Linked DNA regions of Mus musculus: all the other regions are linked to region 3. Evidence: chromatin contacts called from public Hi-C and HiChIP or PLAC-seq data. All regions are on one chromosome and are shown on one strand. Each heading gives the region's core, a stretch centred on a gene start, on an enhancer-like site or on the middle of the called end of the contact. The rest is flanking DNA. Distances are from core to core; before and after follow the strand shown. Region 1 holds the start of Tspan13 (tetraspanin 13). Region 2 overlaps Hdac9 (histone deacetylase 9). Region 3 holds the start of Snx13 (sorting nexin 13). Region 4 overlaps Hdac9 (histone deacetylase 9). Region 5 has its middle 27 kb from the start of 9130015A21Rik. Region 6 has its middle 88 kb from the start of Gm40388. Region 7 overlaps Hdac9 (histone deacetylase 9).

Region 1 (3,391 bases), core at 539-3,038, 1.0 Mb after region 3:
GTAAGATGGAGAATCAGGTAAACAGATGACTGAATCACTGAGGGGGGGAGGGGGACTCAGGCACAAAATAGAATGTGACGTTCTAAGCAGACCATTCATGTTAATAAGAGAAATTGTTCAAGAACGGATAGGAATTTACAATATAGCAATGTGGTAAGCATGCCTCACACCGCACAGGTGAACTTAATATGAAACTTGACATGGATTTCCAGTGACAGGAGCTGTTTCGCCACCATGTATTCTAGAATTTTTCTGCCAAGTGTACCATTTGTGAGCATGTTGACTGGATTCCCAGGAACTAGCCAGAAAAATATATACACCATCGGTGCCTATGTCAAAGCTTTGCCATCATTTTCAGACACACACCAGAAAAAAAAAAAAAAGGTAAAATGACCCGTGACCTGGTGTCTCTGCTTGTCAACCACAAGCGGCCTCTCTTGTCCATAGATGTAACCTAAGCTGGCCCAGATGGCCTGGCTCTGCTAATGCAGGGAAACTGGGTTTGTTTTCAGGGTGGGTGCTGCAAGCACCAGATGTATTTATAGAAGAGAACAAGTCTCCGATGGAATGAGATGACCGAAAGGAAGTTTCTTCCACGCAGGAGAGGCAGCTTGTGGAAAGGTCTAGATTCCACAGCTTGGTTCCAGTCCAGACTCTCCAACTACCAGTTATGAAAACTTAGTAAAGCCTTTTTTGGTCTTTACCGTTATAAAATTTAGACAACTGCGCTTGCCACAGATAGATAACAAATTGACAAATGAAAAGGCTGGGGTGGTGAAGGTTTTCAATAAACATCACCTCAACTTCCTGCTGTCCAGCCACAATTATGCCTCAAAAAAAAAAAAAATCAAACTGAGTTTTCCATGTTAAAGCTGGAAGGCATATGCTGATACGTAGGGAGGAAAAAATAAATAAAAAAATAAAAACGACTTGGGTGGAGGACTATATACTGAAGGACTTCGCCAAAAATGGAGCTAGAATATTGATAAAGGGGAAGGAAGATGGCATGGGAAAAGCATCAGGCGAATACCTCACGGGCAGAAACATCAACAAAGAGACTTTATGTAAGCACGAAACAAACTTCGGAAGCCACGGATATCCTGTGAACCTGCTCTATGGCCTCCATTCAAAAGGCAGCTTTTAGAGCTGTGCCAGAAGCGCGCCATCCACAGGCCGCCTGGTCCATCCCAGGCCCCACTATCCCGCAAACCTGTCCCCTAAGCCCGGGCTGCTCTCCAGCCTCCGAACCTCCAGATGGGATGGCCAGCCGAAAGCGTGCGGCTAGAGGGATTGAGATGGAAACCTGGGGATGGATGAAAGAATGGGGAGAGTGGGAAGGAACGCGAAAGTGAAGGGCTGCAGAGAGCAGGGCGAGGGGCGAGCGCCACAATGAAGGACGGGCGGAGACTGCGACAAGCAGGCTCGGGGTCCCGGGCGGGGGCTGCAGGCGAAACTGGGGCGTGGGAAGCCCGCAAGGGGCGCGGGATGGGGCGCAGGCGAATACTCAGGCGGGGAGGAGGCCGACGGCCCCCGCAGGTGCCACCGGGCGCGGGCTACTCACGGTATACAGCAGGTTGAGCGCGCACAGGCAGTTCTTGGAGCACGAGAAGCCCCCGCACACCATCGTGGCGCGTGGGCTAGCGGGTGCCTGCGGGTCGAGGCGTCTTCCGCCGGGCTGGGCGAGTAGCTTCTGGATCCTGGCCTCCTGAGCCTGTGGCCCGGGCTAGGCTCGGGGCTCGGGTTCGGGGTTCAGGATCAGGGCTGCAGTGCCGCGCCCGCAGCGGCTCCCACCCGCTCTGCAACCTGCGGCCGCAGCGGATCCGCCGATCGCGCGCCCCGCCCCGCCGCCTCGTCTCGCCCTGCACTCTGATTGGCCACTGCTAGGGAACAAAGGTAGAGATATGCAAATCAATGCGCTCTGGGGTCCGGGAGAGGCGGGGCAGCTCAGCGGAGGAGAAGGAGGAGGAGGAGGAGGGGGCCCCGAGACTGTCTGGAGGGAGCCGGCCTCTGGCTCACGAGACTGTGGCCTCTGTATAATTTCCCCCCTCCCAGGTGAACAGCAGAGGGCGGGGCTCCACGCTGGCAGGAGAAATGACAGCACCTCTCTCCATTCTTGCCCTGTGGGTGACGTGGCACCATTTTGAATGAGATGATAAAACAAATCGAAGCACCTGGCCTCGTTTGAATGAAAGAAAGACGACAAGAATGAAAGATTTACAGAGAACAGGGAAGGGGGCAATGAAAGGAAAAACATCAGTGAAAGACTAAAAAGAGCAAATAAAAACTAATTTCTCTCGACATAGGTAAGAAAGGTAACCTGTAATTGTGACAGATTTCAGATCAAGAGGACTTAATCTACAGGGATTTTTGAAATACTAATAAACCTTATGAATACATATGTGCAAAATAAATCAGGAGTCTTTATTCTTGTAGTGGGATCCTGGGTTTTAGGGGCCTATTTTTGCATAAATACAAGCTAGGAAGCCTTTCGATAACAGATTCAATTAATTTATCATCACTTTTGTTTGCTGCATCTTCATCCTGATTCCTAACCTCTAACTAGATTATTAGAAGTATATCATGCACTATTTGACAGACCCCCTTGCATAGAATAAAGTGTCCTATCAGATGCACCAGTGCGCCTGATGGTTTTAAGGCACTCACTACTGGGTTCCAACTGTTAAGCGGCAGTAAAGGCTTGGTATTTTCTATTTGGTATTTTCTATCAAAAGAAATTCTACCAATAGGTTTTATAAAGAGATTTTTAAGGGCCTTAAGAGTTGGCTCAGCTGTTATGGCACTTATTGCTTTTACAGAGGACCCCAACACCCAAATGGCACTCACAACACCTGTCTCTCCAGTCCTGGGGATCCAGTGCCCTCCTCTGACCTTAGTGGGCATCAAGCATGCACATGGTACACACATGCAGGCAAAACACTCGTAAAATAGTAAAATAGATCTTTTAAAAAGCGATTTTCAAATTTACTGTACATTTTGAGCCTAAAACTTCTCACGGTTAGGTGAATGTATGTCAAAAAACAAAAACAAAACAAAACAAAAAAAAAACCCAAAAAAAACAAACATAAAAATCATTGACTTAAACAAGTTAATTAAATACCTTCTCTTCAAATACTCCAGCCTATTTGTACTTCCTTTAGAACTCACCATGCAAATAAACACTCATGGATTTTACGTCTCTTGCAATCCTTATCAATCTTGTATGTATTCCCAGAAACATTTTTAAAAATTAGTATGGGAAATAACTCTGCACTCCAAACTATACTGCTCTACTTTTCTTTTTAAAATCCAGAATTTTAATACTTACATGGTGGTGCACGTCTTAAATTTCAGTACTCTGGAGGCAGAGGCAAGCAGATCTCTGTGAGTTTCA
Region 2 (3,123 bases), core at 450-2,949, 850 kb before region 3:
GTTTCTTGTGTCCCTCTTATCCTACTTTAGCTGATGTCTTAAACAACAGTAGCAACAATGGAAACCTATTGGCCAAGTGATTTAAATAGCAAAAATGTACTTTCTTAGATTCCTGAAGACAAGACATGGGGAAGTGGCCTGCTTAGGGTGGTTGGTTCTGTTGGGGACCCTCTTCATGGCTTGGAAGTGTTCACTCCCCAAGCCTTTCCTTGATCTTTGAATTTGTTCTGTGAACAAGCTCTCTGCTGTAGTCTCTACAAGGGCACTGATGGATTCAATGTAGGGCCTGGCCCTTAGAACCACTCGTAGTCCTTATTTACCACTCAAAGGTCCCATCTCCAAGTACCACATACTGGGTTTTAGGGATGAGCATATGAATGGTGGAGTACACAAACACTCAGTGTACAAGAGTACTTACTGGAAAATGAGTTAGTATTTCAAGTGAGCTGAGGACACTATGACTCTTAAGTTTTCTGATCCAAGCTGATCTCATGATCATGATTGGAAAAATTCTATGAAGATTCTCTTACATTTCTCTAAGAAGAGAGAGATGCTAGAGAGTAGGTCTTAGTTCTGTCTTCCTAATGCTGTTCTCTCTGACTGCTTATTGTTTACTTAGGGGCAGCTATATACACCATGGTCTTAGAGAGCTCCTGTCCTGTAGCCCCTCTACACAGAATACTCAGAAAGAGTTTAATTGTCCACAGGACCATGCATATTATTAGAACACTTTTATCATGTTTATTTAAAAAATGCAAAATACACTTAAGTCTGATGGTATCACTCATGGATTGACTATTCAAAGATAGGATACAAGGGGCAGGAAATGATTGAGGAGATTGCATGTCCTGTAGCCTTCCTAGCACAAGCAAATCTCTGAGAGCGCTAAGAATGGATACTTCTTTATTCATGCAGATGCATACTCTGTCCTTACCAACTGGTGGCAAGTAGTGACCCCATCACTACTCAGTGGGTCCTGGAAAGGGCGCTTCCATGTTTGTTTGTTTGTTTTTTTTTTTTTTTCTATTTGGCTTCCGAATGGAATGGGAGGCATTCTCTTTTGTGGAACCTCTTTGTGAAAGAGTCTGAAAATGGGGATTTCATTCTGTAGGCTCTCCTGAGGGGTCTTTATTCCTCGGGGTGTCTCCCAGCACAGGAGGGCTCCTCACTGATTTCTCTACTTCAAAGGTGCATCAATAATAATCCTCCTTATTATAGATTCCGACCTGGCCTGCTGCTATGATGATTAATTGGGAGGCATTGTCAAGTTTTGTTTTTCATTTTATTTTTTATTCGGTTATATTGTATGGTGTGGAATTATTTTTCTCTTCTGCTGGGGGAGTGGGAAGAGGCATAGTGAAAATATTTAGAGAAGTAATCATTTGCTTTAAAAATGGAAATCGGGCTTCTGTGTTGTGAGGAATGTATGTACATAACACTGAAACTTAACACTGGTAAATGATCTGCCTACCTCAAAGTGAAGCTGCTGCCTTCCTACAGTGGCCTTTAACCCTGCCCTTTCCTCCAATCTGAGAAGAGCTGATGTTGATGGAACATATAATGGCCCCTTTCCTGTGTAGTAAAGTCAGCAATAAAGCTTAGTAATTAAGGGTACCAGGGAGGCCCAGCCCAGCAGGCTAGCGGTGTGGCGAACACTTTCAGAACTTCAAACAATATCAAAGTCACTGAGAAATGGGCCTAGCTCAGTTCTGGTTTGAATTAAGCCTCACTTCCACACGCACTTTTCAAATCCAAGCTCAAACAAGAAAGCCAAGGCCTTCTGGATTTCATTAGAGCCAATTATCTTATCTGTTTCATCTCAGGCCTGACCCTAAGGCTGGCAAACAGCTATTCAGTGCATTTGTGTGGTTGTTTGAGAAAGCCTCCAGTCAGCCAATGGCCCGAGGACCTGCTAATTAAAACACCGTTGCCCCCCTGCCTCTAGTGATTAAATATTTTCAAGCTTTTGTAAATAATTTTTCCATTCTTTGCCCCAAGCCTCAAAGGTCCAATACATGCAGTAATTTATTTAGTTTGTCAGAGAATACTGTTGGAAATAGGGTCATAATGGGACCTTTGGAAACTTTTATACGTCTTCATACTTCTGAAAGTGACAGTTTATAAACCAGCCCAATGTGTATACTGTTTCTGATGTAATTATGTCCTAATGGCCTTTCTCCTTTTGAAGTAATATAGTGTATAACAGGCTTACATTTTGTCAATAATCATATTTCCTCAAATGTCTACTTGATATCTAGAGTCAGAATTTAATGAGATCATTTAGGGCCTAGAAATTGTATCAAGGTACTTCGGCTTTTCATTTTTTGCTGGAGGCTGGGTCACAGCCCTAGATTAGCTCTGGAAGAAGACAGCTAAACAATGAAAAGGCCTCTTACTTGCTGTCTGTGAGGACCTGGTGGCAAACACTGAACTTTCTCCAGAGTCAAATCCTAACAAATTCGCAAGCGACCAATGTGCCGGTGAAGCTATAAGAGAAGGGCTATTCAGAGAGAAGAACCTCAAGCATTAGAATCACTGAATTCAAAATACTCCTGGGCCTAATGTGTGCTGGGAAAAAAAATCTGAGATGAAGTTTCCTGGCAAACAGACTATGAAGAATCCGAAGACAATAAGGCCTATCTCTCCCACTCAGATATACACTGAAACACAAAAGGGCCTGGTAAACACTCCGAGAAACTCACATACTTCATTGCCTCCCATGATCCCAGGGCCACGTGCAGAGAAGTGTATGTGACTGGAAACAAAATCCCCTACAACAGAGGCAGACAGAGCAGATGACCACAGACAGACACCGTTCTCGTCTCCTGGCTGGGGCACAGCCATCCTCAAGTATGGCTCTTACAGCCAATCCAGTCACCTTTTATTAGAGGAAAATAAAAAAAGGAGAATTTTGTTTGTTGTTGTTGTTGCTCTTTTTGAAGTATTACAAGAAGAAATTTCAGCTCATTAGCTGCATCCAGTGTGCATTAAACACACCCATGAAAAGGAACTATTCCGCTGAACAGCTCTGCCTCTGTTGTTCTTAAAGTGACACTTTGGTCCTACTCTAAATAATGGGCTTTTAATAAAAACATTCACCAAAGGCAAACAATTAAACAATAC
Region 3 (2,991 bases), core at 38-2,537:
TATAGATTAATCTGCCAGTGCTTCAATTATATTTGGTTGTATTGCAGACGTTAGAATGCACTTGTTCCAGTAACAGAAAAATTATATATATATAAGTTGCCCAGTAAAAAACAAACAAAAAAACCCAACTTTGCTATAAACTCACTGAATGGAGCAGTCGGGGCTTTTCTTCAAAGTCTGTATGACATCTTAAATGAAATTTTATTTTGGGGGACAGAACAGAATAGAGATAACACAGGGTTTGTAATGCACTTGCTTTATTCACTGTGGTGAGAATGAGTACCTCCTTAAATTACATTTAGCACAATAGTACCATTGTTAAGTGCAGATTCCATCACAAAGGAAGTAACTACTGGCTTTAGTTTTCCACAATTTCTTTTATAAACTTTTTCTTCTTCTTTTTTTTTTTTCCCGGTAAGAATGAGATACAAGTGTTTTATTTTTCAAGCCCAAACACTTCTCAGTTTCACTGTAAATTGGTTTGTAACAGCAGAGGCATGAAAAGAAAACTACTTCACGGGCAATTCAGGAAGAAGCGAGTGATTTTTACTGTCATTCCTGTAGAAGTGGACCGAGATAGTTGTCACGGTATCAGCAGTTCTAGCCACAGAACTTCGGAGTTCAGTCTCATTTTATTCGTAACTACTTACAGAGACACATGCTGAAATGCGTTCACTGTGATATATAAACATATATATATATATATATTTTTTTTTTTTGAATTCCCAATAAAGCCATAGAGACTACAGCTACCGGGCAAAAGCTGCTTGATTTTTAAGACTATGAAAGAAACACTAAGCCTTCAGGCTTGAGCAGGTTCTGGCCAATCAGCAAAGCAGTAGCCCTTAACTCTGCCAGGATCGGGGTGAAGGCGATCTGCCCTGATCGCGTCTACAACCTGTCGCGCACCCAGCACAGGACTTACTGAGCGCTGGGAGCAACAGAGGCAAGTTTCGGCCGAAGTTTCGGAATGAGGCGCGGCGCGGGCGGCAGTTTCAGGTCACCGCGCTGCGGAGGGGACCGCAGCCGAGTGTCCCGAGCACTCTACGGGCTCCACAGGGTCGGGGAGACGCGAGATGCCAGTTTCTCCGCCGGCACCCAGCCTCCGCTGCGCCACCAGCCCGCAAACCCGCCACCACGGTGGCCCGGGATCCAGCCCGCAGAGGAGGTCCCGGGTCGCGCGCGGCCCAGCCCCCGCCGCCGACCCTGCGCGCGCCGGCGCCATGGAGACAGTCACAAGACGCTCGCGCCCGGCGCGCCAGCCAATGGGAGCGCACGTCGCGGGGAGACGCGGACGTCGCTCTTCCAAGATGGCGGCGCGTCCGTCGCGAGCAGCCGGGCCGGGGGGAAGCCAGCGAAGCCGAGTAAAGCCGCCGCCCGGGACAGGACTGAAGCAGCAGTTGCCGCCGTTGGCGGCGGCCCGGGCAGTTTCCGCTGCTGCTACGGCTATTGCCATGCGGCGAGGCTAGGGAGGACCTCACTCCCCCGGGGTGTAATGATGTTAACAGAGGTAAGCGGCGCCCACTGTTTACCTGAGAGGCGGGTGAGCGGCCGGCGCCAGCCCGCCCGTCACCGACGCCGCTCCCGGCGCTGGGCCCGACCGGAGCCGAGGCCCGGCCGGCCGGGCTGGCAGCCGCCGGGTTCCCACAAGTGCCACCGAGTGGGCGCGGTGCTGACTCGGCAGAGTTCCACCTCCTCCTGCCGCCGCTCCCCTTCGCCCGAGCTGTCGCTCCTTCCTGGAGTCCGCTCCGCCTGCCCCGAGGCGGTCGTGGTCCCCGCGTCCCGGTGCTGGCCCTTGTCGGTGTCCCCGGCTTGCAGGGCCCTTCCCCTCCCGGCTGGGTCGGGTCAACCTCCTGGCGGTGGCAGCCGGCCTGAGCCCTACATTGGCTGCTCCGCGAAGTGAGCCAGGTTCCTCCAGCCACACTCGCTGGCCTCGCGCCCTCCTCCCCTGCCCCCACATCCCGTCACGTTCCTTCAGTCCCTGATCCCAAAGTTCAGTTTGGCATCCACCTTCCTGACCCGCGGATGGCCCCCTTGCTTCTCTCTGTGGGAACAGTTTTTCTCATTTGACCTGAAATGGAAGTAGGGCAGCAACGACGAACCAATCAGTTTCCCCTTCCTTAGTGCCCACTGTCCAGTGCAAAAACCAGACGTTTGAAGAAGTAGAGTTTGCCTGCACTAGCAGTACTTTAGGGGGAAGAACTTAATCGGTGCAGCTAGTTTAGTGACCAGAGGTGACATAGCTGGGCGAATGGTCTATTGCAGGTGTTGGATGTCTGACGCTTGTAGATTGGATAAAATCCCAGAGGCTGCTCCCTTAAGGTTCTGTGAGGATCCTAATGTCAGGGACCGGTTTGAACATCTTTGGGAGCTGATGTGAGGGTACTAAACCACGTTGATGGTCACTGGGAAGCAGTCCTACACGGGCCAAAAAGGACATTTTGAAATGGAAACATTGGAAACAAGTGGATTTTACTGTGTGAAAAGCGATGGCACAATAGGACACACTGGGTTCTCCAAGTTTTGGGAACTCGTCTAACTAAGTGCCTTGTACCTTAGTATCTGTTTTCATCTGTGCCCAGATTCTGGCAAACACGACGTGCCTGGGAAACCCCTATTGGTTGATTGTTAACTTAGGAACTACACATTTCTAGGAGTTAGACGTTCACTTTACGTTTCCTAATTCTACATATTTCCGAAGTTACTTACATTGTCACAGACTATGGTTATACATTGTCCTTAGTTGTGGATTTAAAAAGCAAGTAGCATCCCAAGTTTATTTTACTCTGATACTTAAGTGAGCAGCTGCTCTTACATCAGTATTAGTAACTTTTCAGTGGTGTCTATAATATATTAGCATGAAATATCTTTTTGATAAAACTTATTAGAGTTTTGATCTTTTCACAGGAAACTAGTGTGCTAATACAAGGGTACTGTCTTGATTCGGATACCCAGAGAGGATTCTAAACATCTGCATTTTATAGGACTTAA
Region 4 (3,258 bases), core at 600-3,099, 610 kb before region 3:
AGGGAGGGCCTGGAGGAGTTAGCGAAGGCTTAGGCTTGTTTATAGTTCTTCCTCCCTTACCTTCATCCCCTTCTCTTCTTCTTTAAAAACAATAGAAAAAAAAAACAGTCTGAATTTCTCAAAATAGCTCTAGTTTCCATTTTATATTAAGCCAAATGAAATGAAATAAAGCCATAATCTGCTAAACATTTATAAATTCTGCACTGATATCAGATGTACTAGATGAGGATTCAAAACCATCTCTGGGTCCTCCCGGATTCCACTTGTTCATTCAACAAAGAAGAGGATCTTCTCTGCCCTCACAGTGGTAAATGCTAACCATTACTGAGCACTGCTTGCTCCTATTTACTTTGTAATGTTTTTTGTTTGTTTGTTTGTTTGTTTGTTTTCCTTAAGACCTTATTAGCAACTCTAGAGGTAGGCACTGTTGTACTCCTTTTTGTGGAGAAGAAAGCTGATATTTAGAGATTTCCAGAAACTTGTGGCTACACAACTGAGAAGTGGCAGGCCCAGAATTTTTGCCCAGTTCAGACAGAGAGAAAGAACTTGTGTGCTCTCAACCCCCCAGGATAAGAACAGCCAAACACAGAACATACGTGTACCAGAGCTTGGGATGGCGGCCCACGGAATGATTCTTTCCATTGGTTGGAGTGTCTTTTGTTGCTGATTTACTCAACAGGAATTCTTGAAGCTTCTGCTTAACCTCTGTGCTTGCCACTGCCCCTGCAACACACACACACAGGGACACAGACACTGACTGTGAGTTACTTCCTCTCGCCACTCAAGAATGCTCAACAAAGGTTATGAAGAAATATCACTGGCCACAGCATATGGTGCTTTCCTATTAAAAGAAAAAAAAATCTACACAGGCTTTAGACAGTGGAAGAAGTCTATCTTTTAACTGTTCCTTATGTTACTTTTTTTTTCCCTCAAAAATACCTTCAATGATTTCTTTGATCGTTTTTATAGGAAGGGAATTCAGCTAACTATCATCAATCTGTCTTTAAATCTAAAGAGAAGACTGCTGACAGTCGGGGCTGTCTTAATGGCACACGGCTTGCCAATTTTTTTATTTTGCTCTTTCTGGGGCTCTATGTTCAATCCCCAACACTTACAAAAGTGGATGCATGAATAGGAACAAAACACTAGTTTTTAATATTATTTTATCTTTCTAAAATTAGGGATCTTGGGGAATGTTGCAGATAGCTACAATACATTAAAATGATCTCCTAAGTTTCTTGTCTATAAATTCAACATTGTCTTAGAATTCATTTGAGTACTAAACAAATAAATTTCGTTGGTAATTTCAGTTCAAATCACCACACTTTAAACTTTGCAATGCCTGAGCCTGAACTGCCTGGAGAGAGGGCAATCATTTGGATCTGTCTCCCTCTTGTGGATCGATAGTTTGCAAGTGCTCTGCCTTGAGTCTTTCCAGAGTCTAAGTACACCAATACAGAACTGAGGCACACCCTGATGCTCAGAACAGTGTCTGCCTAGGCAGAAAGAAGGAAGAACTGAAAACACATAGATATTACTTTATTACTAGTAAACAGGCAGTCTTACACTCGGTCGCTTCAGCACGATTTTACTTTCAAAGCCCAATGAACCAGTCTGTGTCTCTGCCAATGCTGTGTTTATTTCTCATTAAACTCTGCAGAGCTAATGTGAACAGGCACTTTAGTCTATACGTTATTCTTTCCATTAGACAAGGACATTTTTGGCAAGTTTATTTTTCATTATTTATCAGGTTCCTTGCGACGGTCAGCTAAAGATGCAGAAGACAGTGTGTCTGTTACCCTGGTGCCTCTTACTTTCTCGTCCTCTATCTTTGCCTCTGAGAGGAGGAAGCTGCTGCTCTCTGCGATGCCTCTCTACTTCCTGTTCTTGCCTCTGCTGCTCCAGTTTCTGCTCCTTTTCTAGGAGTTCTTGCTGTTGTTTTATGGCTAGAAGTTCCTGTTGTAACTTGCGAGAAGAGAAAGACATGAGAGTGTGCAATTTCTTTAAGGTTCAAAGTCATCACTCACTGCCCCAAATTGCAATGTTAATCAGCTTTTGGAACTTGAAAGTATTTAGTTTGTGCTTCAACCACCTTTTAATGATTGAAATATGAAGACAGGAAACTAAAGTCATGATGGTTTTTATATCTAAACCAAGCAAGGTTTTTAGATGATTCCATTCCTTGTGTCTCCCTATCAACAAACATTACCAAGTCCCCACAGTCATCTGAATGCTGTTGGCTTGAACCTTTAGTTTCCTTCCCTGTGTACTTACAAAATGCAGGAACATACCAAGACAGAGACGGCCCACGTGTCTATTACACAAAGTCTGTCACACTATAAATAGACTACTGAAGTAATCAGTTCTTACCCTGAGCTATAGCATAAAGCTCAAGTGAACAGAAATGGTAAGGTGCGAGGTAATTTGGGGAAAGTCTACCTGAACTAGAACAAGCACTAAGACCTTTACCACCTCATAGAGACAGTTCTTATTAGAGTAAGGTAATCTACATAACCATATATGACTCTAGAAAATACAGAGGCTTCAGAACGGTCATCTAACACAGGAAAACTTCAGGAGTAGAAACACAGTTGCAAATGAAATCACTTCCACAAACTGTTCTTCCATGGACTGGTATTTGGTTTTCTGAATTCTCTGAATTTACTTCAAACCATTTATAACAAAAATATGAGGTTATTTGTTATGACCTTTTAAAGATATCACCTTCCCTACAGACCTAGAATATATATAATCTATATCAGAATATATATAATCTATCTATCTATCTATCTATCTATCTATCTATCTATCTATCTATCTATCTATCTATCTATCTATCATCTACCTACCTACCTGTATGTATGCATGTATCTCAAGAAAAGCAAATGTACCCAGTGAACAACAGAAGACTGGAGCCCTACTTAGCCTCTGGCACTGCTGGTCTGAGCTTTGACAAGATACTAAGGCTACAAAGAACTTCTGTTCATTAAAGTAAGACAAACAATAATTTCCCTTGGATCAGGTTCATAATTAATACATTTTTTTTAGTTTTGAATGATACAATTTCAATTATTACTATTTATAACTTAATACTAACTAAAGTATAATTTATCCTTTGAATATGAGACAACTAAAAACCTCTATTTTATAGCAAATAATAGAACAAAACAGAACAAAAATGAAAGGCTGTGTAGAGTGTTGTCAGGACCTTCTTGTTGTTTCTTTGGAGCCCCAAGAAGGTAACTTTTTATGCCAACT
Region 5 (3,056 bases), core at 301-2,800, 620 kb after region 3:
AAAATGCAGACTCCACATGTTGATGGAAATCCTGGACAGGACATCTTCATATTACTAAGGTATATCAGGAACTATGAACACTGAGAAATGGTTCTCATATGCACTCGGCCTACGGTGAAATGTGTTGGTCTCTGAGGCTCTTCAGAATTGTAGTATTTTCCTTCTAAGGTAATTTATGGGATTTCTTCTCATTGAAACTTGAAATGATAGGATATTTATACTTTGGTTCACATTACATGTCCTTGCAGGACATTTCTTTTCATGTGGTTTGTTTAATGTAGGTATAGCATGTGTATGTGTCCTACAGAGGTAGAGGCTGGGCTGTGGGCTTTCTTAGCAGAGTGATGACACAGATGATGGACAATACTCTCAATGTGATGAACAAGACAGTTAGTATATCCACTCCTCAGTTGTGCAAAACGGAGATAATAGACTTGTCTTTGAGAGAAATCATGATTAAATGAAGCAGTTGGGGAAGAGGTAGGAATGTGTTCATAGTGCCTTGAATGTTCCAGCAATTCCTAGACAAAACACACACACACACACACACACACACACACACACACCAAACAAAAACCCCTACCTAATAGTTTTACTTCTGACATGTGACAAAACATCTTAATGAGAACTGGCATCCAAAGAAGCCACACTGCTTACACTTGAAGGTATCATGCATCTAAACTAAAACCAATATTTCTATTTTATCTTGAACTAGTATTATTACTACTACAAAGTATGTGTCTTCTGCACACTCTGTGACCATTAGTCCACAGTGGCCATTGCCTATACCCACTGCCTTCTATACACACAGTTTCACACAGGCATTGTGTTTTGTGGGAAGTGGACTAAAGTCCTGAACAATGACTACTGGTGACTGGGTGTGGCCATGTGAAGGATTCAGACCCATGGGGTGGCAAAGCCTTCCTTGGGTGAAGCTTAGGGGATAGCAAAGCCTTCTTCTGACCCAAGTGCAACATGTGCACAGTCATGTGTGTGGAACATGACCCTGTAGCTTCCTTCTCTGATGTTTACTATTGGACAGCCTCCCCACAGACACTGTGCCTACAGAGATTAGATCCAGCTGTAAACATCACCTCCTTGTTCAGTCATGTACAATAACCATGCTTCCCTGTTCAACTGTATACAATAAACATGGTGAGTTTCCAAGGTGCTGTGGCTTCTCCATCAGAGTCTAGACCACATGATTCCAGTTTTCCTGTGCATCTACGTGTCTATCTCTTCTTTGGTATCAGTATTTTCTTCATTCCCTTGCCACTCCAGTTAGGTCAACTCCTGGAGTCCCGCAGGCCAAGACTGTACTTTATCTCGGCAACTAACCAAGACCAAACTTTGAGAAGAAAAAAATACAACCTCCTAGACTATTACATCATCTATGGTGACAGCTGGGAAATAGCTGACTCTAAAAGATCAAACAGTACCTGGCAGGTATCATCATGGCATAGAATTCAAATATTTGAAACATTCCACAGAGGTCCTGTGAATTTAGTGCCAAGTTCTGTTGACACAGTTTGGGGACAGCAGAGTTTATCTAGGAAGCACGGAGCCCTCTGTCCTCCGCATCCCAGTGTTGGATAATTGTTAACTATGTGGTCTACTGCAGTTCTGACACAAACAGAACATCCATTGAGCAAAGTCTGTTCCCTTCAATGTGTCTTCAGATTTGAAACCAGGCTTCAAGGAGGTTAAGCATGTCACCACAGGTACTAGGAATTAGAGGAAAGGGAGTTTGAATTCAAATTTTTTTCCTGTATTCCAGGTTTGTAATCTCTCCATCTGCCACAGTGCCTCCTTCTTGGTAAAGAGCTAGCTATAGCAACACACTGTAGACTTCATCATCCATGTATATGACATGCTCATAAGAAAGGTACTTCTTGGGGTTGGAAAATGACTGAGGATAGAGCCCTTGCTGCACAACTTAAAGGCGTGAGCTTAATCCCAAGAATCAATGTGAAAAAGAAAAGGCTGGGTGCAGGTAGCGCATGCGTCAGTAACTCTAGTGCTAGAGAGGCACAGAGAACAAAGATCCCGGGGGCTTGGTGGCCAGATCATCTAACAGAAGCATTGAGCTCCAGATTAAGTGAGAGACATCATCTCAAATAATAATAATAATCGTGGTTGATGAAGACACACAATGTTGATGACTACACTCCACATGCACACGTCTGTTCACATCTCTTCACATGTGTGCACACATGCAGAAAGGTTGTGTGCCTCCTTATGAACTTAAGAGCTGTCACTTTTATAATGGTACTTGTTTTTAATTTGGAATTAATGAAGCATTTGAAACCAAATGAAAGTTTAGATGATACTACATAATATCCACCAACCTTTTACAGATATTAATATGTTGTCATATTTGTTTTTATAATTGTAAATTAAAATATAAATAAATCTATGCATCAACCCACTAACAGCCCATGCTGCCTTCCCACTCCTGGAGAAGTAAGTCTACTGAAGCTGCATCCCTGCTTCACACAGGTTGATCTTTAACCACACACACATAAGCGTGCTGTCTGCCAACCAGTTAAACTCTGGAGATCCAAGGACACAGTGTTTATTTTTATATGTACTCTTCAGAGTTTTAACTCTAATACCAAAAACAGAGCCTAACATTTGGTAGATACTCTAGGAATACTTTAAGTGATTAAATACTAGAGGTATTCATATTTTTCACTTTCTTTTTTTCTCTTTTTCTTCTACTGAAAACAGGTTTTTTTCATACATATTCTAAATATGGTACCTCCTTTCCCGACTTTGATAGTCTCTCCTGTTCCCCTTCCCAGCAGAATCCACATGCTCATGTCTCTCCTCAGAAAACAACAAGGCATCTAAAGAGTCATAATATAAAATCTGATAAAACAAAACAATACAAACAGAAGAAAAAGTCAAATAAAAACACAAGAAACACATATAGATGCAGAGCTACATACAGTAATCTCTTCACAAAACCAGATGCCAAAATATATACACAAATGATCTGTAAGGTAATAAGGGGAAGTGGGGAAGGAGGGAGAGACAAAGACAGAGATAGAGAG
Region 6 (3,309 bases), core at 9-2,508, 790 kb after region 3:
CCCTTACACAGTTGTAGCTTTGAAAATGCATCTCTTCTTTCTTTATTACAAATTCTGTGTAGGGTGAAACAGAACAGAACATATATACACCTACCACGAGTGGCAAGTGTAAAATTCCTCCTCCTTTCCTTTGCCATGTAAATTAAATAATAATTAACTTTAGATTAATTAGATCAGGGTCCTTACTAATCTTGGAGAACTGGTTGCCTTCAGAGTTGTTCAAAGATCACGTTCTGGGGAACAGAGAAATTACTAACTGATGTTAACTTCCTTCCAAATATTATAAACATGCCGTTCCTCATACTCCTCTCAAACTAATTGATCCATGTCCCATTCTGCTGTTCCCTTTCCCAGAAGTGCAGTCATGTTCTGATCCATTTTCTCTGGGTTGTTTATGGACTGAGATGAGGAAAAGAAGCAGAGAAATCTTGAGATTAGTTCTCCTGGAGTCTAATCCTTTCCTGGGATGTCTACTCAGAGCTCAGCCTCTTTCAGCAGCACTAGTAAGCAGACACTGGAAGGCTTTGCTTAAGAATGCTTTCACCCCACCTGCTCTATAACTCTTTTGCCACCTATGAGGTCATCTACTCCCTATCCTCCCTCCCCCTGTATGTGGGGGTGGGAAAGATCTGCAATGCCCCTGGCAACAGTCTCAGTAAAAGAGTTTGGTTGAGTTGTTTACTATCCTTGAAGCAACACTAGACAGGAGATGAAAACAGAAGAGGTGAACTGGAGTCATGCACCCAACATTAGAAAAGAAAAGGCAACGTTCTAGACAAATCACATGGCTTGGGAACAGGGCAAGGACCTAGCAGGAAAGAAAATTGCTTACTAAATGCTCCCTCTTGAAAACTTACAGGAGAAGATTTTTCAAGAAGTAAAAGATTCATAACCCTATGATTCAAGAATCTGGAAGTGAGTGTGACTCATTCTGGTTGCAAGGCAGAGAAAAGGCTGTTCTGACTGAGTAACTAGCAATCTCTAGAGAGGAGCAGGGAAATGAGGAAGCTGAAGAATGCTCTGTGGATACACAGACCACAGGAACAAAAACAAACAGAAAAGTAGGCTAACAAGACTAATTTCCAGATGAAACATCTCTACATTTTTATAGTCAGTAGAGCGGCTTTATTCGTAGTTTTTGCAGCAAAAACAATGGTCAAAAACAGGAGATTTATTCCTTAGGGCAAATACAAGACCAAAGGATATAAGGAAAGAATGCCTGTGGGCTGGGGCTATAGCTCGGTGAGTAGAATGTTTGCCTGGAATGCACAACACCCTGAGCTTGATCCCCTTTAATCCCAGCACTTGAGAGGTAAAGGCAAGAAGATCAAAAGTCAAAGAGCATCTTTGGCTACATGGAAAGTTGGAGGCAGACTGAGCTACATGAGACATTCTTAAGAAAGAGAAGAAAGGGAGGAGAAGGGAGGGTAAGAGAGGGGAGAGGAGAGGAGAAGAGAGGAGAGGAGAATGCCTACTTAGCCTCTTTCAGTCATGGGAGAGATGAGTCTGCATCACCAAGTAGCTGTTCTTATCCTAAGTAATCTAAATCAATTTCACTAGCGTGAAAAACTAACCTGCTCAAATATTGTATGATTTGTTCTCTTACTGCCATCTTGTGAAGTTCTAGACAAAGTGGATGACATTATCTCCATAGAAAATGTCTTATTCCTTCCTAGAAGACAGAAGCCATGGATGGAGTGCCAGCGGCTTGCTGCACCTTGATACTGAAAGCCAAGTACTAGAATACTGAGGAGCACAACGTCAACCACTGGCTTGCTCCTCTTCTGGAACTTGTTTGCCTCTGGGTGGTAAAAGGGTAACATGTTCCCCGACTTAGAACCAATTTTAACAGCATTGAAAAATGTAGATCCAATTCTGTATCAGCTTATCTTAAACCAACAAGATAAGAGGAGAGAGACATTTCGTCAATACAGTCAAGGGTCTGATTTGGCTGGGCCTGGAGTGGGGAGCAACCCCACATCCTCTAGGGACTCTTAAGATCATCAAATGGCTTCACATTAACTGCATTTCCTAGTAGAAAAAGTGCAGCTTGGGCAAGCAAGAGTTCTCAAAATGTGACTCAATGATAGTTTGGTGGGGACAAAGAAGGAAACGCTGGGAGAATTGGGGCTTGGGGTTCTTTTGTTTTGTTTTCAACCTCAGCAGGGTCTGAGGGCACAGTCTCTGTCCAGATGGTGTCTCTAAAAGACAGAAGATGTGAGAAGCACAACCGGTTCCTCCAGCTGCTTGAGCAGACCTGAGTCTCCAGAAGTACATGACACATAATGGGGTCCGACATACCAGAGACACACAAAATGGTGCCAAGCCCAGGGCATTGCCTGCTTCCTGCCCTCTGTCCACAAACACACTGCTAGGACATGCTGTTCCTCACGTACACCCTCACATTACACAGTTGCACACCATTCAAGATTATTGGACTATAGCTGACTGAATGAAGTATGTATACATATGCCAGTGAAATCCTGAATTAACCTAGATCTGCACTCTGGTGCTGGTCTCCAAAGTCTTCTTCCCAGATAACTCATTGTGTCTTCACCACCCTCACCCTCCATGCTACTAGAACAACTCCCCACAAAGGTCTACTTTAGAAATGGTGCTTTGTATAACAAGTTCCAGGACAGGTGATTGGAGACTTCTAAAAATGGCCAACTAGACATGAGTATCTGGATGCCCTGGAGATTTGCAGTTGTACAGAATTATCTTTACTTCTTTGCTTTGATAAAGACGGTTATTCTGTGGATTTTCCATCAAGAGTTTTATCAATATGGTTTGTAATGTTATTTAAGAAAAATGGGAAAATGGTTCAGTGTTTCTACAATCAGGTAAAATGTAAGTGATTGGATAACCATGAGGCATCCCAGTTAAAAGATGGACGTTGAAAATGGTATTTCAAGGACAATTCGAGGGATCTCATTCATGTCTTTTTGGTCGTTTATGCTTTGATGATGGTAGGAAAGGTCCATTTACAAAGCACAGAGGATGTGTGAAGTCAAAGAGGAGAGTGAACACATTACACCCAGAAACAAGACTTAAAATAAGTGTTCCTTTGGAGAAGACAAAGATAAGCACCCTATGCTGGTAAGATGTCTAGAACACCAGCCACATAAACGTAAATGTGTCGGAGGAGAATTAATATTGAAAACTTGAAAACTGTACACCGCAATCTCCTTGGGACATTTTATATGCCCACTCCATACTCAAGAGTGTTTTGAGGTTTTTGAGGTTCTAACTTCAGAAGTAATCACAGGGAGAGCAGCGAGAAGGCCTCATACCTAGACATGAACAACT
Region 7 (2,976 bases), core at 341-2,840, 560 kb before region 3:
TCTTCAAGCATTTTAATGAATTTTGCTAAGATGGCATTTGTATGATTGTTTCTTCATAAGGGGACCGAAGAAGGGAATTTCACAAAGGCAAGGGCTGAGAGAAAGTGTCCATCTCACCATGCCATACAACCACTGTAGACACACAGGCTTCTGGCACTTGCTAAAACATCTGCCACCTTCTCCCACCATTACATGATGAATTTTGCTTTTCTATGGGCTAATCACTGGAAGCGAGTGACTAAATTTTAAGGCACTACTATGACCATACTCCTGCAAGTGGAATTTATTGACATCCTCAAGAACATCAAAATCTTCATGAGAAAGGTGTTTTCCATCTGCCATAGCACATGTGCGACATGATGTATCAATCTGATCCCATGTGGCATTGAGGCTCAGATGAAGTTAGTAGCTATCAGTTACTAAGTGCAGGACTACAGTTCAAGCCTATGAGTATCTGAGTGCAAACGCATGCAAATGTATGCTCTTTCCTCCCAGAATACCTCTCCCTAACCTCAAAACAAATGCCACCAGAAGCAAAGCAATACATTCTTGTCATTGTTTTTTGAGTAGTCAACTTATAGGTGCCAACTTCAGTATAAGAACATGCTTAAAGTAGTGTTCTTACTTCTGAAGGATGTGGCTGTGCTGTGTAGATATTAGGAAATGGACAGAATCTGCCATTACTGGGGATTTTAGACAGCACAGATATATATATGTGTGTGTATACATATCACCAGGATATCACCAGGATCCGGGAGAGGACAGAATGAAAATTGAGGTCCCAGGAGAAGATGAAAGTCACTGCTGGGCGGGAAGACACACTTGGAGGCCGAACCCTAACACTACAAGGAGGTAGAGTGGGACATGGTAGACAAGTGTTAGAATATGAGAGGAAGGTGTATTTTCCATCTGTTAACACATGAGAGGCTTGTTGCAGATTAAGAACATGATTCAGTATGTGCAGAATAGATCAGGGTGACACTAGAGGCAAAGAACTCTCTGTGAGGACTGTGGATGGACAATATATGGCCCGCTGACCCAGGCCATAGAAAACATGGTAGTCCTCCTCTCTGCTCTTCGACTAGAGCTGAGATGCTCGTGTTGAAGCACCAGGTAATTTTAAGAGTTAGGATGTCTATGGACACAGAAGAATTTCTCAGCCATTAGTTCCATTGGCACTGTCATAGCATCTGGCTATACAGTTTAACTCAGCCTGGTTTTGCACTGCCTTTACAAGATCCTATATCTGGATGGTTTTCCAGGGCTTCCCATCTTCATGGCTGCTTTGGCTTTAATTTGCCATTTTAAGTTTTTTTCATTTTCACCTTTATTCAGGTAACACTAGAGGCAAAGAACTCTTGGCATTGATCCTGATGTTGATAAGAATTTTTAACATCCCCCGATTTTGTTATCTATAAAAATAAATTCAATTACCTTTTAGTGGCCTTTTAGTGAGTATGTAATTTTATTGTAGACTTGGGCATGATGAGCCCAACCACTGAAATAAATATTAGGGACAAACCTACTGACCCACAGTCTGCTCAGTCTTCTAACTTCCTCAAGCCTGCTGCCTTGCCCTGGCCTCGGCCACTGAGACACTGTCTTCTTCCTCTTCTAACTGCTCTGTAGCGAGCAGAAGAGGCCTCTTGTGAATGAGGTCCTACATGAATGTGTTTTGACATGAGCATGGCCTGCCAAGGACTCTGTTTGCCCCATGGTAAGCAGGTAAATCCACTAACCCATATGGACCACACTTAAGAGGGATGGAAGGGCTTTCCTTGGGAGTGTGATTGTGAGTGTTTATAAATAATTGATCAGTGTGTGAAAAGACTAGTGACTACAGCTTCCTCCTCCTGGTTATTTATAGTCTCAGACTGTTCACCTACAGAGAACTCATGCCCTGACTAGCTAATACCTCCTGCTGGGCTTCACGTAATAAACTGAAGTTCCAGGTTGTGGGAGTCCTGGAGAAAACAAGACCCACCTGATCTTACTTCCATTGAAGGAGTGTTTGTTCTTTCTTACCTCACCTCGCCTAGCCAGGGTACCAGGCCCTCAACTGTCAGGGGCAGTTTTCCATGGACCAGGTTTTGCCATTTATTTCGATTCCTTTAGCAAGACCACAAGGTTTATTACTTAGATTTCCACTTCTCTTCCTCCTGCTCAGAGTTTACTCCTTAGTCACCTTTACTGTTTTAAGTGACAAAGTGAGACATAAAAAGGAGACATATGGATGTGCATGCTTACTCGTTACAATGAAGATGTTTCCCCTACGATCATCCCTTTAGTTAAACTGCTGCAACAGAGGGGAGCAAATATGTTCCATATTTTCCACGGTGTCAGGAGGGTTAGGATTATGGGGAATCCATTAGCAGTGAGGTTATACTTTTCGGGTTAATGCATTAACATACCCAGAATATGTGTGCAGCCCTTTAGATAAGTAATATTTTCGGTTGTTGGAGGATTCTCTAGTCTATGGGTGTAGTAACTACAATTAACTTTATTAATACCTCCACAATCATACCATTATAACTTTACTGAGACTTGGGGAGGGCTTTGCCTGAACACTATTAGGCTAATGATCTCTTATTGCCTCAAAATACTTTAACACTCACACATATGTTTTCATTAGCACAATAGCATCTTGGATGCCCGGAATTTTAATCAGATGAATCACTCAATATGGTTTAAATTTCCACATGAGGAAAGGTCAAACGCTGGAACTGTTAGATATTAGCTATTTTAAGCACATTTTTTTCTTGAATAGACACATAGTTCTTGGAGTCATAAACAGAATATATGACAATGTAACGTTTCCTCACTGACTGTAGGCCATACTGGAAGTTGAATATTTTACTTTTGGTACCTACAAGTATATAAATGCATCCCCAAACAAAATAGTGCTTTCTTTGTTTAGATCCTCCTATTCCAAGTTTAAAATGTAACTGTTTATTGAGGAGCCGAATCTGAGAAACA

Evidence for each region. Hi-C and Micro-C count contacts between places; a contact is called where the count stands out from the background. HiChIP or PLAC-seq counts read pairs in DNA pulled down with a chosen protein or histone mark.
Region 1: a Hi-C map of cardiomyocytes shows a contact between it and region 3, with 4 times the contacts expected there. The contact joins the promoter of Tspan13 here to the promoter of Snx13 in region 3. A contact is called at or near these places in 1 of 39 promoter capture datasets (pre-B cells), 1 of 484 Hi-C or Micro-C datasets (cardiomyocytes), 3 of 115 datasets of contacts at active chromatin or transcription factors (effector CD8 T cells, microglia and thymic regulatory T cells) and 1 of 9 other capture datasets (liver).
Region 2: a contact with region 3 is called in an H3K27ac HiChIP or PLAC-seq map of extraembryonic endoderm stem cells, with 4 times the contacts expected there. The contact joins the enhancer-like site here to the promoter of Snx13 in region 3. A contact is called at or near these places in 4 of 39 promoter capture datasets (the C10 cell line, hippocampal neurons, pre-B cells and 1 more) and 3 of 115 datasets of contacts at active chromatin or transcription factors (astrocytes, bone marrow-derived macrophages and extraembryonic endoderm stem cells).
Region 4: a contact with region 3 is called in an H3K4me3 HiChIP or PLAC-seq map of bone marrow-derived macrophages, with 4 times the contacts expected there. The contact joins the enhancer-like site here to the promoter of Snx13 in region 3. A contact is called at or near these places in 3 of 39 promoter capture datasets (the C10 cell line, hippocampal neurons and pre-B cells), 8 of 115 datasets of contacts at active chromatin or transcription factors (the 230-238 cell line, astrocytes, bone marrow-derived macrophages and 4 more) and 1 of 9 other capture datasets (adipose tissue).
Region 5: a contact with region 3 is called in a Hi-C map of liver, with 2.6 times the contacts expected there. The contact joins the enhancer-like site here to the promoter of Snx13 in region 3. A contact is called at or near these places in 2 of 39 promoter capture datasets (both in liver) and 1 of 484 Hi-C or Micro-C datasets (liver).
Region 6: an H3K4me3 HiChIP or PLAC-seq map of bone marrow-derived macrophages shows a contact between it and region 3, with 5 times the contacts expected there. The contact joins the enhancer-like site here to the promoter of Snx13 in region 3. A contact is called at or near these places in 4 of 39 promoter capture datasets (the 3T3-L1 cell line and liver) and 3 of 115 datasets of contacts at active chromatin or transcription factors (the NIH/3T3 cell line, bone marrow-derived macrophages and microglia).
Region 7: an H3K27ac HiChIP or PLAC-seq map of microglia shows a contact between it and region 3, with 9 times the contacts expected there. The contact joins the enhancer-like site here to the promoter of Snx13 in region 3. A contact is called at or near these places in 4 of 39 promoter capture datasets (the 3T3-L1 cell line, the C10 cell line, hippocampal neurons and 1 more) and 5 of 115 datasets of contacts at active chromatin or transcription factors (astrocytes, bone marrow-derived macrophages, cardiomyocytes and 2 more).

What each region holds. Positions count from the first base shown.
Region 1 is chr12:36,040,690-36,044,080 of GRCm38.p6, forward strand. It overlaps Tspan13 (tetraspanin 13), which reads right to left and starts at 1,789. Exons shown (of 6, transcript NM_025359.3): 1 at 1,562-1,789. The coding sequence starts at 1,624.
Region 2 is chr12:34,198,537-34,201,659 of GRCm38.p6, forward strand. The region is part of intron 23 of Hdac9 (histone deacetylase 9); the gene reads right to left. Among named protein-coding and RNA genes, the nearest start is that of Gm51984, 15 kb to the right of the region's middle. Within about 2 kb of position 1,700, at least 27 of the 459 cell types and tissues checked have an H3K27ac peak or open chromatin away from gene starts, as enhancers often do. A contact at or near this core is called in extraembryonic endoderm stem cells and second pharyngeal arch cranial neural crest, where this site is marked.
Region 3 is chr12:35,045,902-35,048,892 of GRCm38.p6, forward strand. It overlaps Snx13 (sorting nexin 13), which reads left to right and starts at 1,288. Exons shown (of 26, transcript NM_001014973.2): 1 at 1,288-1,510. The coding sequence starts at 1,496.
Region 4 is chr12:34,431,267-34,434,524 of GRCm38.p6, forward strand. Hdac9 (histone deacetylase 9) reads right to left here. Exons shown (of 28, transcript NM_001271386.1): 6 at 1,815-1,965; 7 at 597-723. Among named protein-coding and RNA genes, the nearest start is that of Gm51984, 220 kb to the left of the region's middle. Within about 2 kb of position 1,850, at least 39 of the 459 cell types and tissues checked have an H3K27ac peak or open chromatin away from gene starts, as enhancers often do. A contact at or near this core is called in adipose tissue, bone marrow-derived macrophages and microglia, where this site is marked.
Region 5 is chr12:35,666,396-35,669,451 of GRCm38.p6, forward strand. No RefSeq gene overlaps it. Among named protein-coding and RNA genes, the nearest start is that of 9130015A21Rik, 27 kb to the right of the region's middle. Within about 2 kb of position 1,551, at least 9 of the 459 cell types and tissues checked have an H3K27ac peak or open chromatin away from gene starts, as enhancers often do. A contact at or near this core is called in liver, where this site is marked.
Region 6 is chr12:35,832,538-35,835,846 of GRCm38.p6, forward strand. No RefSeq gene overlaps it. Among named protein-coding and RNA genes, the nearest start is that of Gm40388, 88 kb to the left of the region's middle. Within about 2 kb of position 1,259, at least 100 of the 459 cell types and tissues checked have an H3K27ac peak or open chromatin away from gene starts, as enhancers often do. A contact at or near this core is called in bone marrow-derived macrophages, where this site is marked.
Region 7 is chr12:34,484,566-34,487,541 of GRCm38.p6, forward strand. The region is part of intron 4 of Hdac9 (histone deacetylase 9); the gene reads right to left. Among named protein-coding and RNA genes, the nearest start is that of Gm51984, 270 kb to the left of the region's middle. Within about 2 kb of position 1,591, at least 33 of the 459 cell types and tissues checked have an H3K27ac peak or open chromatin away from gene starts, as enhancers often do. A contact at or near this core is called in bone marrow-derived macrophages and microglia, where this site is marked.